Linked DNA regions of Sus scrofa: region 2 is linked to region 1. The links are chromatin contacts, called in public Hi-C maps. All regions are on one chromosome and are shown on one strand. Each heading gives the region's core, a stretch centred on a gene start, on an enhancer-like site or on the middle of the called end of the contact. The rest is flanking DNA. Distances are from core to core; before and after follow the strand shown. Region 1 overlaps GNG7 (guanine nucleotide-binding protein G(I)/G(S)/G(O) subunit gamma-7). Region 2 holds the start of GADD45B (growth arrest and DNA damage-inducible protein GADD45 beta).

What was found. A called contact is a pair of places that touch in the nucleus more often than the background predicts.
Region 2: a contact with region 1 is called in a Hi-C map of retroperitoneal adipose tissue, with 2.2 times the contacts expected there. The contact joins the promoter of GADD45B here to the enhancer-like site in region 1. A contact is called at or near these places in 1 of 5 promoter capture datasets (liver), 13 of 47 Hi-C or Micro-C datasets (alveolar macrophages, embryonic fibroblasts, epiblast stem cells and 6 more) and 1 of 2 datasets of contacts at active chromatin or transcription factors (skeletal muscle).

Annotation. Positions count from the first base shown.
Region 1 is chr2:76,056,543-76,064,323 of Sscrofa11.1, forward strand. All of the region lies in intron 4 of GNG7 (guanine nucleotide-binding protein G(I)/G(S)/G(O) subunit gamma-7), which reads left to right. Among named protein-coding and RNA genes, the nearest start is that of GADD45B, 51 kb to the right of the region's middle. Within about 2 kb of position 4,384, at least 20 of the 83 cell types and tissues checked have an H3K27ac peak or open chromatin away from gene starts, as enhancers often do. A contact at or near this core is called in omental adipose tissue and retroperitoneal adipose tissue, where this site is marked.
Region 2 is chr2:76,108,616-76,116,396 of Sscrofa11.1, forward strand. GADD45B (growth arrest and DNA damage-inducible protein GADD45 beta) reads right to left here and starts at 2,843. Exons shown (of 5, transcript XM_005654701.2): 1 at 2,347-2,843; 2 at 1,109-1,459; 3 at 905-1,006; 4 at 299-521; 5 at 1-41. The coding sequence starts at 1,152.

The DNA.
Region 1 (7,781 bases), core at 3,134-5,633:
CCCGGGCAGCCGGGCTTGGCTGCGTTTCTGCATTAACAAGAAAAGGCGTAATGGAATTTGGATGGACGAGAAAGGAGATGTCAGCGTGAGCTGAACCAGACACTCAGTCTCATTGTTAGACATTCCGGGCGGGTCAGCGAAACCTCATCTTGGGGCAGAGGCCGCTGGAAGCCAAGATTAACTCACTCTGGCCGGGGGCTTTCTGCACCCCCTCGAGAACCCGGGCCCTGACATCCCTCCTTCCCAACCAATCAGGGGGCTCAGGGCACCCTGGATCACCAGGAGCAGTAGTTCTGCAGTTGGCCTCTGGAAGATTCCACAGGAGACACCACAGTTCCACACGTGCTCCCCTTCCATGTCCTATGAGGATGCAGCCCAGCAGCACTTTTGTTGAGGCTAAAACCTGCATCTCAGACAAGACTGCTGCTTCTCTGCCCCCCTCCATCTCCCACCCCTCGGTGCTGGGCTTGAAGGTCAGGCTTCCAGCCAGGACACACAAAGGTCAGCGCCAAGCCAGGTTTCCATCCAGAAATTTTGATGCTTTGCTGCAGCGCAGGACATCCTGAGCTTTGACCGCAAACCCCTGTGTCCACACCTGGTGAGCATCTGGGGCCCCTCAGGAGTTTTAACACTAATGATGCGTGGCCTGAGCCTACAGCAGGTGCCCCAGGAGCCACAGCAGTGGCCTTGGCTCACCCGGGCTTCTCCCTTGAAACTGATGGAGCCAAAACAATGTATACATTTCACAGGAAAGAGGACCCTGGGCGGGGGTCCCCCCTCCCCGCCCCAAACCACTGACACAGCCCAGCCGTCCTCTGTGGGGGGCCATCCTGGGCACTGCAGGGTATCGGGCAGCACCCTTAGCCCCACCCCCTCCATGCCAGGAGCCTCCCCCTGCTGGGAAGACCACAGATGTCCCTAGATTTCACCAGTGCCCCCTCTGCTCTAGAGTCTGGCTCCCCACACCAGGCAGCTCTCTAAAGTTGTTCAAGTAATTATACTGTTGGCCCTCTTTTTTTAACATGAAAAATGTCCCTACTCTAGCTAGCCCCTGGGGAGAGCCTCTCTGGGTCTGTTTGGTTCCAGCTCTTTTTAACAACATCAAGGTGGAACAGCAATGCTCAGGAACCACTGGTCACACTGGTGCTGCCATCTTGGCCAGTGACCCAGAGCTCAGAGCAAGAAGCTAGAGCCTGTGACCCAGGCCCGAGGTCCGTCCTCAGCAGCACTGCACCTGATCTGCAGAGTGCGCCATCCCAGGCACATGCCTACCAGTGGCATCCACCATGGACTTCAAGTGTGGCCAGGTCCTCTGCCCCTGGGAGGCCTATCCTTGGAAAGCGATTCATCCTGGGGACAGAGTGAATTCCTGGAAGGAGCCTCCTTTGTAAACGCCCTGAACTGCTGTAACCAAACCCTCCCATCCAGATGGTCCCTTGGTGCTCAGCTTCCAGCTGCAGCCCCCAAAGATGCCCACATTCTCTACTTCCAGGTGCTTGGACGTGTGACCTCATGTGGCAGAGGGACTCTTCAGAGGGGGTTAAGTGAAGGCCTCTGAGATGGGGGTGATCCTGGATTCCCCCGGGGCCCAGTGTCGTCACAAGGTCCTCATAAGAGGGAGGCAGGAGGATCAGAGGCAGAGAGAGACAGGAGATGCTGCGCTGCTGGCTGTGAGGATGGAAGAAGGGATGCAGCACCTCTAGAAGCTGAAAGAGGCAGAAACCAACTCTTCCTTGGAGTCTCCAGAGAGATCGGCCCTGCCCACACCTGGGTTTAGCCCCATGAGGCCGGAGTCAGACTCCTGTCCTCAGGGCTGTGAAATAATCAATGTGTGGTTTTGAGCCACCAGATTTGTGGGAATTGGTGGCCACAGGAAATGCAGCCCAAGGAAGGTCCGGGGAGCTGTGGGATACCCCAAGGAAGGATTCTGATGCGGCCTGTGCACAGACAGTGGACCAGGAGCTTCTCAGAGGGGGTGACACTTCACAGGGTTTTGCAGGATGTGTAGGAGTTTGTCCAGGCCCAGGTGGGAAGGCCTGGACCTGCCCTCCCTCTCTCACAGCCTCCTGCCCTTTAGCTCTGAGCTACACCCTCACGGGGCCAGGGTGACGGCATTTCCTTGGTGCCGGGAAGCTGAGAACAGGGGTGACCTGATCCACGGGCACTCAGCGCACTGGCCCGGCCTGGTTCCCAGCTTGCACACCCTCACATGACTACAGTCATCCTCTGGGTGGACAGAGAGGGCCCTTTCTTCTGCTCCTGCATCAGCTGCACTGTCACCCTCTGTCACCGCGGCTCATTGTCCTCCCGCCTCCGGGCTTCAGTCGAGGGCGGCCACTTGCCCTGCAGCTCTGTTTTCCCCTCGCTTGTGGGCATCTCATTCATTCTTTTTTTTTTTTTTTTTTCCTAGCCTTTTCTAAATATAGCTGCCCGGGGACCCAATTTAGCCCGTGTACAAAAGGACCAGCTGACAGGGAGTCACAAGACGCTGGTCTCTAGGGGGTACGCGCCTTCTGTTGGGAAACGTCTGCCTGGCAAAGACCCAACTGGTCTTTCACAGCCCCCGCATCCCACCAAAGGTCACGATGCACAAGGTCACAGAAGGCCCTTACATGGCCAGCCCTCTCCACGCCAGGCCAGGGTGACCTTGACCCTGGAGAAGCTCAGGCCCAGAGCTGGGAGCCCAGAGCCAGCCCTGGCTGGGGGTAGGGGGTAGCTCGGCTCCTGGCTTCTGGGGGGCTGTAAGAGATTTTGTCTCCTTTGTAGTAAAGTCCCAATGCCAGTGTGGTGGGAGTGGCCCTTCACAGGTCCCCTCTCTGTGTGACCCTGCTTGGGGCCAGGGGCAAGACCAGGAGACCATCCCACCCCAGCTGCTGAGGACCCTGCAAGGCACCTGCCCCTCCCTCTGAGCTGATCACCCTAACATACAATGTGCGTGCATCTCTGCAGAGCTTAGACCAGGGCTCCCCCCTCAGCACCACAGACACTGGTGCCAGGTTGTTCTCTGCAAGAAATCCACAGCCATGGAGTTCCCGTCATGGCTCAGCAGTTAATGAACCTGACTAGCATCCATGAGGACGTGAGTTCGATCCCTGGCCTCACTCTGTGGGTTAAGGATCCAGTGTTGCAGTGAGCTGTGGTGTAGGTTGCAGACACGGCTTGGATCTGGCATTGCTGTGACTGTGGCGTAGGCTGGTGGCTACAGCTCCGATTCAACCCCTAGCTTGGGAACCTCCATATGTCACGGGTTCGGCCTTAAAAGGCAAAAAAAGAAAGAAAGAGAGAAAGAGAGAGAGAAAGAGAGAAAGAGAGAAAGAAAGAAAGAAAGAAAGAAAGAAAGAAAGAAAGAAAGAAAGAAAGAAAGAAAGAAAGAAAGAAAGAAAGAAAGAAAGAAAGAAAGAAAAGGGAGTTCCTTTTGTGGCGCAGTGGTTAACGAATCCGCCTAGGAACCATGAGGTTGAGGGTTCGATCCCTGCCCTTGCTCAGTGGGTTAAGGATCCAGCATTGCCGTGAGCTGTGGTGTAGGTTGCAGACGTGGCTCGGATCCCGAGTTGCTGTGGCTCTGGCGTAGGCCAGTGGCTACAGCTCCGATTCGACCCCTAGCCTGGGAACCTCCATATGCCACGGGAGCGGCCCAAGAAATAGCAACAACAACAACAACAACAGAGACAAAAAGACCAAAAAAAAAAAAAAAAAGAAAGAAAGAAAGAAAGAAAAGAGAAAAGAAAGAAAAGAAAAGGTCCACAGCCATGACGGTGCACACTGGTGCAGCCATCAGCCAGCCAGCTCCCCAGCCCTGCAAGAGGGTGGCTTATTCTCAGCAGAAGCCCGGAGCCTGCTTTCCCAAACCTCATCTCATTCTGTTTTGCTTTGGGATTTTTTTTCCTCTTTAACACAGCAGCCCGCCCGCCTCCTCTGCTTCTGAACGCAGTGTACCGGGAGCGGGAGCAGTTCTTTAGCCCCGGTGGGGAAGAGCCTGCTTTCCCACCCCTGCTTTGTTTGTCCTCCTGTCAAATCTGGCTGGAGGTTTGTGTTTGGGAGGGTTTTGTGTTTTTTCCTTCCTCTTTAATGTCAGGCGGGGATGAGGGTCAGACTGCCGGGCCCTGGGAGGAAAGAATTCAGAAGCTCGGTGAGCTGTAAAGCTACCGGTTCCGGAAGTTTTAAAGCAAAATGAAGGCTGTTTCTGTTCTCTCCGAGGACAAGCAGTCTCTGCCGCCTGCCTGCCTCCCCTCCACACACACACCCCCACCCCTTCCCGAAAGCAGAGCTCTGCAGGCCCAGGACAAGGCTGGGGACAACAGGGACACTGGCTCCTGCTGCCCAACACCGCCTCCTTCCACAAGGCCACCTTCCTCAGGTTCTGACTCACCCAGCTCACTGGCCATACGAGCCCCAGCTGCCTGGATGAGGAGGCTGGGAGGAGGATTTCAGAACTGCCTGGAAGCAGCCAGGCTCTGAGCTGGGATTCACCAAGGCCGACTTCCTGTGCCATCAGGAGATGACATGCATGTGGTGCTCATGTCCTGGAGCAGGGTGGCCTGCTGATGGAGAAGCCGCCAGGAATACCTCTGGTTTGCACACTTTACCTGCGCCTCAGGGCTGGTGCAAAAGAGAAGGGCAGCCGCTCAGTGTCCTGTCCATGCCCAGCGGGAAGAGTGGATGCCAGCCCCACAACCAGCATCTAGCACAGAAAGTGCTAGAAAAAAGCAGGCTGACAGTCAGAAGACCCCTCTCAGGCCCCCCTGGCCAGCACATCAGCTCTCCAGGCCACCTAACAAGCTATCGAGTCCAGCTTATGGTTCTGGGAGTCAGTGGTCAGGCCGAGGTATGGCCACCCTCTCTGCTCAGGGCCTCACCAGGCTGCAGTTGAAAGCCTCATCTGGAGCTCATTTTGGTTGTTCCAGAATTCAGTTCCTTGCAGCCATAGCACTGGGCTTCCCCTTCCCTTGCAACCTCCTCCATTTCTTGTCACCTAGCCACCTCCATCGTCAGAGCTGGCAACAAGGGCTCTCCCTCATGTGGGATCCCTTTCACCCTTGTTCCCCTGATTAGAGTAGGCCCACCAAGGACAGCCCCTATCATGGACACAAGGTGGCCCCAGAGCCATGTCCCCTAGTATTCTCGGGTGCTGCACACTTAGAGAGGGGATGGCACAAGGTCACTGGGCGTCATCGTAGAGGTGTGGACAGACCCCACGAGGCCCTTGCTAGGTTGCTGGTGAAGGTGGGGTGTGTGACAAAGGCTTCATAATTGCCAGCCAGTCCCCCAGGTGCGGCCCAGGGGGGTCACTCCAGGTCACAGGTGGGGGGGGGGGCATTAGCCCTGACTCAGGGTAGGCCCTGAAACCAGCACCACACCCCAGAAATAAAACCTTCATTCCCATGTCTCATGAGCCTCCCTGTTGTCATTAATGGCAAAATTCAGGACAGAGGCATTGACATGAGGGCTCTGTCAAGGGATTCTAATCCAGTGCTTCTCAACTGGAGGGGTGGTCCTGCCCCCTGGAGACATGGGGCTATGTCTGGGGACACCTGTGGTTGTCACAGCTAAGGGGTTTCTGGTGTGGGGAGGGCAGGGATGCTGCTCTGCCTCCCACAGTGAATGACCTGCACCAGTGTCAGCAGGGCTGTAGGGGGACAGGGGGAGGACAGACCCTGGACTAGTTCATCCTCCTCAGGACAGTAGGTGGCCTTTTGGGGACATTCTCTCTCTCTGAGAGCCAGGGCTCCCACCTCACCTCATCCCAGGCCTGGTAGCTCATGCTGCTTCTAGTCGTTGTATCTCTGAGATGCAGAACAGAGGAGCAGCGGGCTAGGGGGAGAACAGAGTCCTGAACCCCCTGTTTTCAATCCTCCAGCACTACGTGACCCGCTTTTCCATGAACGGAGCAGTTAGTCTAGGTCTTGCCTAGAACCTCCCTGGGGGAAGAGGTGCAGCCGTGGCTTCCCAGGAACCGGCTGCTCTGCAGGTCCACATTCTGCAGGTTGTGGAAATGACAGCCTGGCCGGCTGGGGCGGGGTCCTCAGGAGCTCCCTCTAGGGCCACCAGAACCAGAAGCCGCTCCTCGAAGGCCCTGCTCCCCTTGCCTCTGCCCCGCCAGCCACATTTTTCACATTCTTTTCCTTCTACGCAGCCTGAAGCAGCCAACTTTCAGAGGCTTCCACTGGCATCCTGTCCTCTCTTCTGGTGAGGAGGCAGCACTGGTGGCCGGTGTCGTTTCTCAGGCCGGCCGAGCGGCACCCTCCCAGCTATGCGAGCTATGTATGGAATTCAAAGCCATTGCAGGCATGGCATTCTCGCTGTCACTGCTTCCTGAGCAGCCGGAAAGCACCTCCGGTGCTGAGATGGCATCGCAGGCTGAGCAGGGGGCATGTCTGCTGGGGCCTCTGTGTCTGCCTGCCAGAGATGCCCTGCGGGATGGGGTGTCCTCCCTGGCCGCCTGGGCTACATGCCCATCCCACTCTCCCATCTGCCCTGCGCCTCAGCCTCGGGGCCCCAGGCTGGCTGGCTGCTTCTTGGCTTTGCCTCCAACAAGGTCTCAGATCCCTGTCTGCCATGTGTTCCTCCCCCCACCCCGCCACAAGAGCGATCCGGACACATAGTCATGTCAGGCATCCTGGCAGACCCAGAGTAGAAAGCCACCTTAGAGCCCACAGTGCCTGGCCTGCCTGAGGGAGTGCCCATTACCCCATCTAACCCGCCCAGCCAGAAGGAAGCAGACATGACTGCCAGGAAACACCAGCCAGCAGTAGCAAAGGAACAGAGACATGATAAGTCCTCCTGGGGGGTGGGGAGGGGCTGTCCTCCATGGGGGCAGAGGTGATTATGCAGGGGCCTCTCAGGAGCACACACGTGTAGCCGTGTTGGAAGCTGGCAGGACAGCCTGCTCATGTCCTGGGAGAAAATGCAGAGTTCCCTCTTTGGCACAGTGGGTTAAGGAGCTGGTGTTGCTACAGCTGCAGTGTAGTTCACAGATGCAGCTCAAATTTGATCCCTGACCTGGGAACTTCCGTATGCCGTGAGTGTGGCTGAAAAAGATAAAAAAAAAAAAAAAAAAAGGACGGGAACTCCAAGATCCCCAGCATCACTTACAAACCATAACCAGACAGGAGGCACTCAGGGTTTTCTCTGACGCTGGTGGCCACTCAGGCCTGCCCCAGGCCCAGTGCTGGTGTCACTGATGTCCCCAGTGTTCTGCCCTAGTCCTTCCTCAGAAAAAGAAGCATCACCCCCCAGTGTGTGGAGACCCTCAGACCTGGGTCCCCCCATGTCTATACTCTTTGCCAAATGCACTGGGCCATGGACGATACAGGGACCGTGCCCCGCTGGTATTTGTCTTTCTCTTTCTGACTGACTTCACTTAGTATGAGAGTCTCTAGTTCCATTCATGTTGCTGCAAATGGCATTATTTTCTTTTTTATGGCTAAGTAATATTCCATTGTGTATATACACCACATCTTAATCCATTCATCTGTCGATGGACATTTGCTGATTGTTGTTTCCATGCCTTGGCTAATGTTTGTAGTGATGCAATGAACATAGGAGTGCATGTATCTTTTTCAATGAAAGTTTTGTCTGGTTACATGCCCAGGAGTGGGATTGCTGGGTCATATGGTAGTTCTATATTTAAAGTTTCTATATTTTTCTGAGATATCTCCATACTGTTTTCCATAGTGGTTGTACGTACTTTCCTTCTGATTAGGAAAATATATAGCTTCTACTTCAACACCAAGATGAGGGCTTTTCTTTTTCTTCCTTTTCTTTTTCTTTTTCTTTTTTTT
Region 2 (7,781 bases), core at 1,593-4,092, 51 kb after region 1:
TCCACCAGGCCGTGGCTTTTCCAGGCATCTGTGTGAGGGTTCTGTGGGAGGAGAAGACCGGGTTCAGTGGGAGCTCCAGAAGGGGGTGGGGAACCTCCCCCTCCCAGGGCCCCTTTGGGGAAAACAAGCTGGCTCAAAATAGCTCGCTGGGTGATGAGGCCCTAAGGCCAGCGGGCTGCCCACGGGACATGCCTAACGTGGCTGAGCGCTGAGCTGGTGCAGACCGGTCAGCTCGGCTTTGTTGACAAACACCGGCCCAGGTGCGGGTGGGGCGGGGCAGGGCGGAGGCCCAGCTCACCGTGACCAGGAGGCAGTGCAGGTCCCGGGCCTCAGTGGTGCCCTGGGTCTCGGCCGGCTCGCCCAGCAGCTGTGCCAGTCGCTGCATTCCTGACACCCGCACGATATCGATATCGTTGTCACAGCAAAACGACTGGATGAGGGTGAAGTGGATCTGCAGGGCGATGTCATCCTCTTCCTCCTCGTCAATGGCCAGGAGGCACAGGACAACGCTGTCAGGGTCCCTGAGGGGCCAGAGGAGGGCGATGGGTCAGCTGGGGACTGGGGAGGGGCCACCGCGCAGCGCGGAGTTTGCAAAAGCAAAGACACCGCAGGTTGCCGGGAATCGTGTATGCCTGCAGACGGTGGGATGGAGGTGATGTTCGGTTCAAGGTTCTGGGCGGGGGCGGGGGGAGGTAAGGCAGGGATATTGATGGGGAGGTTGCTTACACATGATGCAGCACCGGGATACTGCAGCCTCCCCACTCAGAAAGCAGAAAGGCCCTCAACCCACAGTAGGGACACATGGAGATGTCCCAGCCCCATGCAAGAGAGGGGCGCAGCAAGGATCGTGCAAAGCGAAGGGAGTCCCCACCCGCGCCCATCCCGGGGACGGGGTCTGACTCACACATTCATCAGCTTGGCCGACTCGTACACCCCCACGGTGAGGCGGTCCTGGCGCTGCGCGGCCACCAGCAGCTCCTCCACCGCGGCGCTCACCGTCTGCATCCTGGAGCCAAGGAAGATGGGGGTCAGCGCCGGATCGGCCACCGGGTACTCCGGTCCCCGCCCGGCCCGGCCGACCTCAGGCGGCGGGGCCCCGGTTACTTACTTTTGCGCCGCGTTGTCGCATGCCACGAGCTCTTCCAGTGTCATGTTGCAGTTATAATCCACAGTGGAAAACAGCCACACGACAGTTCCAAGGATGAAAATGAAAAATCCGAGGCCGGAGAGCCCAAAGCCTTCCCACGGAGCCCGAGCGTTCGTCTAGACCTTCAGATCGCAGCGAAATCCTCTCCACAAAAAACGAAAAAGATTGCAAATACCTCAGCAAAAAATAATCCAGGAAGCGACCGCTAACAGCGCGAGTCCTCAGCTTCAATAATCTGAACCCGCGGCCGCGGGCACCGCCACTTATAGACTGTACAATAGGGGCGTGGCCCCGGTGGACCGTCTTCTCTTCCTATTGGAGGAAAAACAAAGGCGAGAGAAACAGGCGCCGCGGTTGGCTGGCGGTGGGAAGAGGGCGGGGCGCCGTGCGGGGGCGCCCCACGTGGGGGCGAGAGCTGGGAGGAGGGCGCGAGGGGGGGAGCGGGGAGTTTGAGTGCCAGAAAAAAAAAAAAGCAGAAGTTTTCTCCTGATTTCCCGGCAGCCGAGCCGCGTTTCGGGGCGCGCGCGGGATTTCCAGCGCGCCAGGCGGCCCTGACTTTCGGGGGGGCCTGGAATCCCCTCCCCGTCCTCGGAGAGTCCCCGGCCTGCACCTTTCCAAGTCCTGCTGGGGTTTTGCATGGGGAGAGAGCACTGTTTGCAGCCTGATCCTTTCTAGTGATGGTTTCCGGGATCTCCCCAGGCTGCAGGGACCCCAGACCCAGGGTGACTTAACTTTCTGGGCCCTTGTCTAATGGGAATGCAGCGCTGGCCTCCTTGGGTTGCAGGAGTGCAAAATAAAATTAGGAGTACGCAGTAAGCGAATAACAAGCAAGCGGTGATGGTTGCGGGAGACTGCCTCCAGGTCTCCAAAGTTGGGGGCTGCGAAGGCGGCCTGAGTCCCCACCTGTCCTATGACAATGCACACTGTCCTCATTGGGTTGCAGGAAGCCTTGACTTTAATAGGGAGGTACACAGTACGCACTCCGTAGAGTCAGTTACGACCTGGTAGTCGTAAGAGGCCGCCTCGAGGTACCCAGAAGCAAGGGTTGCAAAGCCTAGGACCGAGACGCGATGCCCCCTCCCCACCCGCCGCGAGTTTCAGGGTGGGGCGAGCGTGGGAGGTGCAGGTGGCTCCGCCTCGCAGGTTCCGCGCCCCCTGCTGGCGCCTCACTTTGGGTTGTTTGCACCTCCGCGCCTCACCTGACAGTGGGGGAATTAGAGGCCGGAGAGAGATCGAGGGAAAACATTTTTGCAGGCGTTGCGTGCTGCCACCTTGGCACGCTTCCCGCGATGCTCGCCACTTTTACTTCCTCCCTCCGGAGAGGGCGCTGAGTGTATTGAGAGTACTGTGTATCAGGCTCCCCCTATCACTTGCCTTATCTCTTAATCCCCAAGAACCTAGGAAGCAAGGGCTATGCTTATCTGCATGATGTAGAAGAGGAAACTGAGGCTTCGTGAGGCTTCCACTCCCTCAAGCTACGGGTTAATTCGTACTGGAACCACACTTGTGCGCCAGGCACGGCCGCACTCTGGGACTGCCGCCAGCCTCGCCCTCTCCCCGGGAAAGCAGTTCACGAGCCAGGCGGGCAGGCCCGCGTAGGACTTTCTCCCACGGTCGATCAGGGGCTCCCGGGTGACTCACAGCTGCGCCCCCTCCCCCGCCAGCCTGGGGTCTGGTCTCTGCCCCGCCGCTCGGTTCCCCCAGCTCCTCGGCCAGCGGTCGAGCTGACGCATCCCGCCGCCTCCGCGCCGCCCACCGTGGGGGCGCGAAATGTTCTGGGCGCTGTAAGGCGAGTTGGCGCCACCTGGCGGCCATACGAGGTCCCTGCGGCCCGCAGCGCCGGAAGGGACAGACCGGCGGGGGCCGGGTGAGGAGGAGGACTGAGGTAACAGCGGCAGTATTTTGTATACACAGTATTTTATATGTGCAACATGTATTTAATAAGTTTATAGATGCAATTTTTTGAAAAATCAAGTAAACTACTGCCCAGGGCTGCGAGTTTTGTTTTTCGTTTGTTTTTGTTCTTAGGGCCACACCCGCGGCATATGGAAGTTCCCAGGCTAGGAGTTGAATCAGAGCTGCAGCTGCTGGCCTACGCCACAGCAACGCAGGATCCGAGCAGTGTCTGCGACCTCCACCACAGCTCACGGCAATGCCGGATCCTTAACCCACAAAGTGAGGCTGAGGGATGGAACCGACAACCTCGTGGTTCTTAGTTGGAGTCGTTTCTGCTGCATCACACCGGGAACTCCCCCCCTGTTGTTTTTTTTTTTTTATGGTAAAATATGCGTGCTATATATCATTTTGACCATTTGTAAGCATACTGTTTGGTGGTGTTAAATATATTCACAATGCTGTGTCACAATCACCGTGATCTAGACCTCAAAATTTTCTATCATTCCCAACATAAACTCCTGGGAGTTAAACATGAGCTACCACCAGCTCCTGTCACCTACCATTATACTTTGTCTCTATGAATTTTATCCTTTAGGGAGGAGGAAGAGAGTGGGATGGACGGGCACTCAGGGTTTTTGTATGCAAACTGTTAAATTTGGAATGGACCAGCAATGGGCTCCTACTGCACAGCACAGGAAACTGTGTGTGATTGGGTCACTTTGTTGTACAACAGAAATTGAAGAGATGTTGTAAATCAAGTATACTTTAATAATAGTAAAAAAGGAACCTCCCATAGATGGGATCATAGTGTATTCATCCTCTTGTGTCTGACTTATTTTATTGAACATAATGTCTTCAAGTCTCATCCATGTATACGTCAGAATTTCCTACTTTTGGGAGTTCCATTCGTGGCTCAGTGGTTAACGAACCTGGTTAGGATCCAAGAGGATGCAAGTTCGAGCTCTGGCCTTGCTCAGTGGGTTTACAATCCTGTGTTGCCATGAGCTGTGGTGTAGGTTGCAGATGAGCCTCAGATCCTGGCTTGCTGTGGCTGTGGCACGGGCCAGTAGCTGTAACTGATTCGACCCCTAGCCTAGGGACTTCCATATGCCACGGGTGCGGCCCTCAAAAAAAAAAAAAAAGCAAAAAAAAAAAAAAAAAAGAATTTCCTCCTTTTAATTTAATGCTGACTAATATATTGCATGGATAGACCATATTTAGTTTATCCAATTCACCTGTTGTTGGGCATAGGGGTGGTTTCCAGTAATTGTTGTGTTGCATTACTTGTTTTTGTCCACAAAGTTTTATCGGAACCAGGGCAGGTTGTATGGTGAGGAGAGTGAAGCATCCACCACCTCAGGCACAAATTTTAAGGGAATGCTACAAAACTCAGTCGTCAAATAAGCAAATAATGTAGTTGATTGCAGTTGATTTACAATGTTGTGCCTTAATTTTTTTTTTTATGGCCTTAACTGCAGCATAAGAAGGTTCCCAGGCTAGGGGTCCAGTTGAGGTTGCAGCTGCTGGCCAAGCCACAGCCACAGCAACTCAGGATTCAAGCCACATCTGTGACCTATGCCATAGCTTGTGGTAATACTGGGTCTAAGCCATTGAGCAAGGCCAGGGATTGAACATGCATCCTCATGAACACTATGTCAGGTTTTCAACCCACCACTGAGCAACAATTCTGAACTCAAAGTTTAGTAGTTCCCTGGTGATTCCTTAGGTTAAGGATCTGGCATTGTCACTGTAGTGGCTTGTGTCGCTGCTGTGGCACAGTTTCGATCCCTGGCCCAGGAACTTCTGCATGCTGTGAGTGAAGCCAAAAAAGTTTTTTTTTAATTTTTTGTTTTTCTAGGGCTGCACCTGCGGCATATGGAGGTTCCAGGCTAGGGATCGAATGGGAGCTGTAGCCTCAGTCCTACACCACAGCTCATGGCAATGCTGGATCCTTAATCCACAGCGAGGAGCCAGGGATTGAACCTGTGTCCCCATGGATACTAGTCAGTTTCATCTCCAATGAGCCACAACAGGAGCTCGCCCCTGCAAATTTTTTTTTTTTTTTTTGTCTTTTTGCCTTTTCTAGGGCCACTTCCGCGGCATATGGAGATTCCCAGGCTAGGGGTCTAATCGGAGCCGTAGCCACCGGCCTACGCCAGAGCCACAGCAACACGGATCCGAGTCGCGTGTGCAACCTACATCACAGCTTACGGCAACGCTGGATCCTTAACCCACTGAGCAAGATCAGGGAACAAACCCGCAACCTCATGGTTCCTAGTCGGATTCGTTAACCACTGTGCCACGACGGGAACTCCACCCCTGCAAAAATTTTTAACCGAAATGTATGTCAAGAACTCCCCACCCATGATGAACAAAAGTCAAGATTTTAAGTACAGACATGATCTGGATGTCCCATTGTAGGTCAGTGATAACAAACCCAACCAGTATCCATGAGGATGCAGGTTCTATCCCTGGGCTTGCTCAGTGGGTTAAGGATCTGGTTTGTCATGAGCTGCGTTGTAGGTTGCAGGTGAAGCTCCGACCTGGCGTTGCTGTGGCTGTGACCGTAGGTCAGCAGCTGTAGCTCCAATTTGACTCCTAGCCTGGGAACTTCCATATGCTGTGAATGTGGCCCAAATAAATAAATAAATACAGATATGATCTGACAGGGCAGAGGGCAAGGAGGTGAGTTTTGTAGGTGCAAGTTCAGATCCTATCTTTACTTGTAATTTTGATCTTTTAGTCATCAGGAATTTTTTTTTTTGCTTTGATTTTGATTTTTTTTTTTTTTTGTCTTTTTGTCTTTTGTTGTTGTTGTTGTTGCTATTTCTTGGGCCGCTCCCGCGGCATATGGAGGTGCCCAGGCTAGGGGTTGAATCGGAGCTGTAGCCACCGGCCTACGCCAGAGCCACAGCAACTCGGGATCCGAGCCGCGTCTGCAACCTACACCACAGCTCACGGCAACGCCAGATCGTTAACCCACTGAGCAAGGCCAGGGACCGAACCCGCAACCTCATGGTTCCCAGTCGGATTCGTTAACCACTGCGCCACGACGGGAACTCCTGATTTTGATTTTTTAAAATATTGCATTAAAATATTTATCTTGATGATTGAGTTTTTGGCAGCCCCTTAAATTTTGCTTCTGAGTGCAGCCCTAAGGCTCTCCCTGTTTGCTTCTAGAAGTGACTCAGTCTACAGGGGTGGGGGAAGCATTCACCCCCCCCCCACCCACCCCGACAGAGAACGCGTCATCTGGGGACTTCACCAGCCAAAAGACAGGGCATATTCTCACCCACTTGGCGAATGAGATCCCTGGTCTCTAGAAGTGGTCAATGTGAGCACTTTTTTTTAGGGCTATACTCATGGCATCTGGAGGTTTCTAGGCTAGGGGTCAAATCGGAGCCGTAGCTGCCGGTCTACACCATCACCACAGCAACATGGGATCCAAGCCTCCTCTTCGACCTACACAACTCACAACAATGCTGGATCCTTAACCTATTGAGCAAGGCCTGGGATCGAACCTGCATCCTCATGGATACTAGTGAAATTCATTTCCTCTGAGCCAGAACAGATAAGCACTTTTAACATGAACTTTGCCTTAAATTGAAGATACTCATAAGAGCAAACTTCTTGAACATTTACTTCATGCTAAGCCTTTTGTAAGCAGTTTCACCTGCAGTGCCTACAAAATTGCACCTGTGTGATTGTTGCCATTTCCAGAGGTGGAACAGAGCCCTGGGAAGACAGTGCCGTATAGTCCAAGGGCACAGAGCTGAATGGTCCAAGGATGTCCCAAGATCCAAGAGTTCACACAAGATGCTTGGAGTCTGGAGGGAGGAGGCTGGGGGATGTGGGTCTGGGAGGAGAATAAGCAAAGGGAGTTTGGAAGGATGAGTAGGTGTTTCCTGGTGGAGACAGGAAATGGCAGACAGAGGCCTGGCGCCTTGCGGGGAGGCTGATGTGGCAGATGCAGAGGAAGGACAGGGCTATGCCTGGACTAGGGTGAGGAAAGAAGAGAAACTGGGAGGCGTGGGATTGAAAGGGGCTCCAGAAACTCAGTCAGCAAGATCATCTTTTTTTACCTCTCATTTTTTAAATTGGGAGAAAAATTCACATACCATAAAATCCACCCTTTTGGAGTATCCAGTTCAGTGGGGGTTTCTGTAGAGTCACAAGTTTGCAGCAGCATCACCACTAGTCCAGAATAAGATCAGTATATTTTTTTTTAATCTTTAAATTTATGTCTTTTTTCTTTTTTCTGTCTTGGTTTTGTCTTTTGTGTTTTTTCTTCTTTTTTGGTCTTTTTGCCTTTTCTAGGGCTGCTTCCTCGGCATATGGAAGTTCCCAGGCTAGGGGTCTAATTGGAGCTGTAGCCACTGGCCTACACCACAGCCACAGCAACTCCGGATCCGAGCTGCGTCTGTGACCTACACAACAGCTCTTGGCAACACTGGATCCTTAACCCACTGAACAAGGCCAGGGATGGAACCTGCGTCTTCATGGATCCTAGTTGGGTTGGTTAACTCCTGAGCCACAAAAGGAACTCCCACATTGGTTTTGATTTTTAAAAAATCTTACATGCAAATATGGTTTTTCATCATGCCGCAGTTCTTGCCTTTTCCTAGTCCCAGCCCTGCTTCTTGGGACCCACCTTAACCCCACCCCAAGCACACCTGGTGACGAGAGCCATGTCACGTGCTCAGAGGGGGAAGCCAAGTCTCTAGGAGGCTGGGGCGCT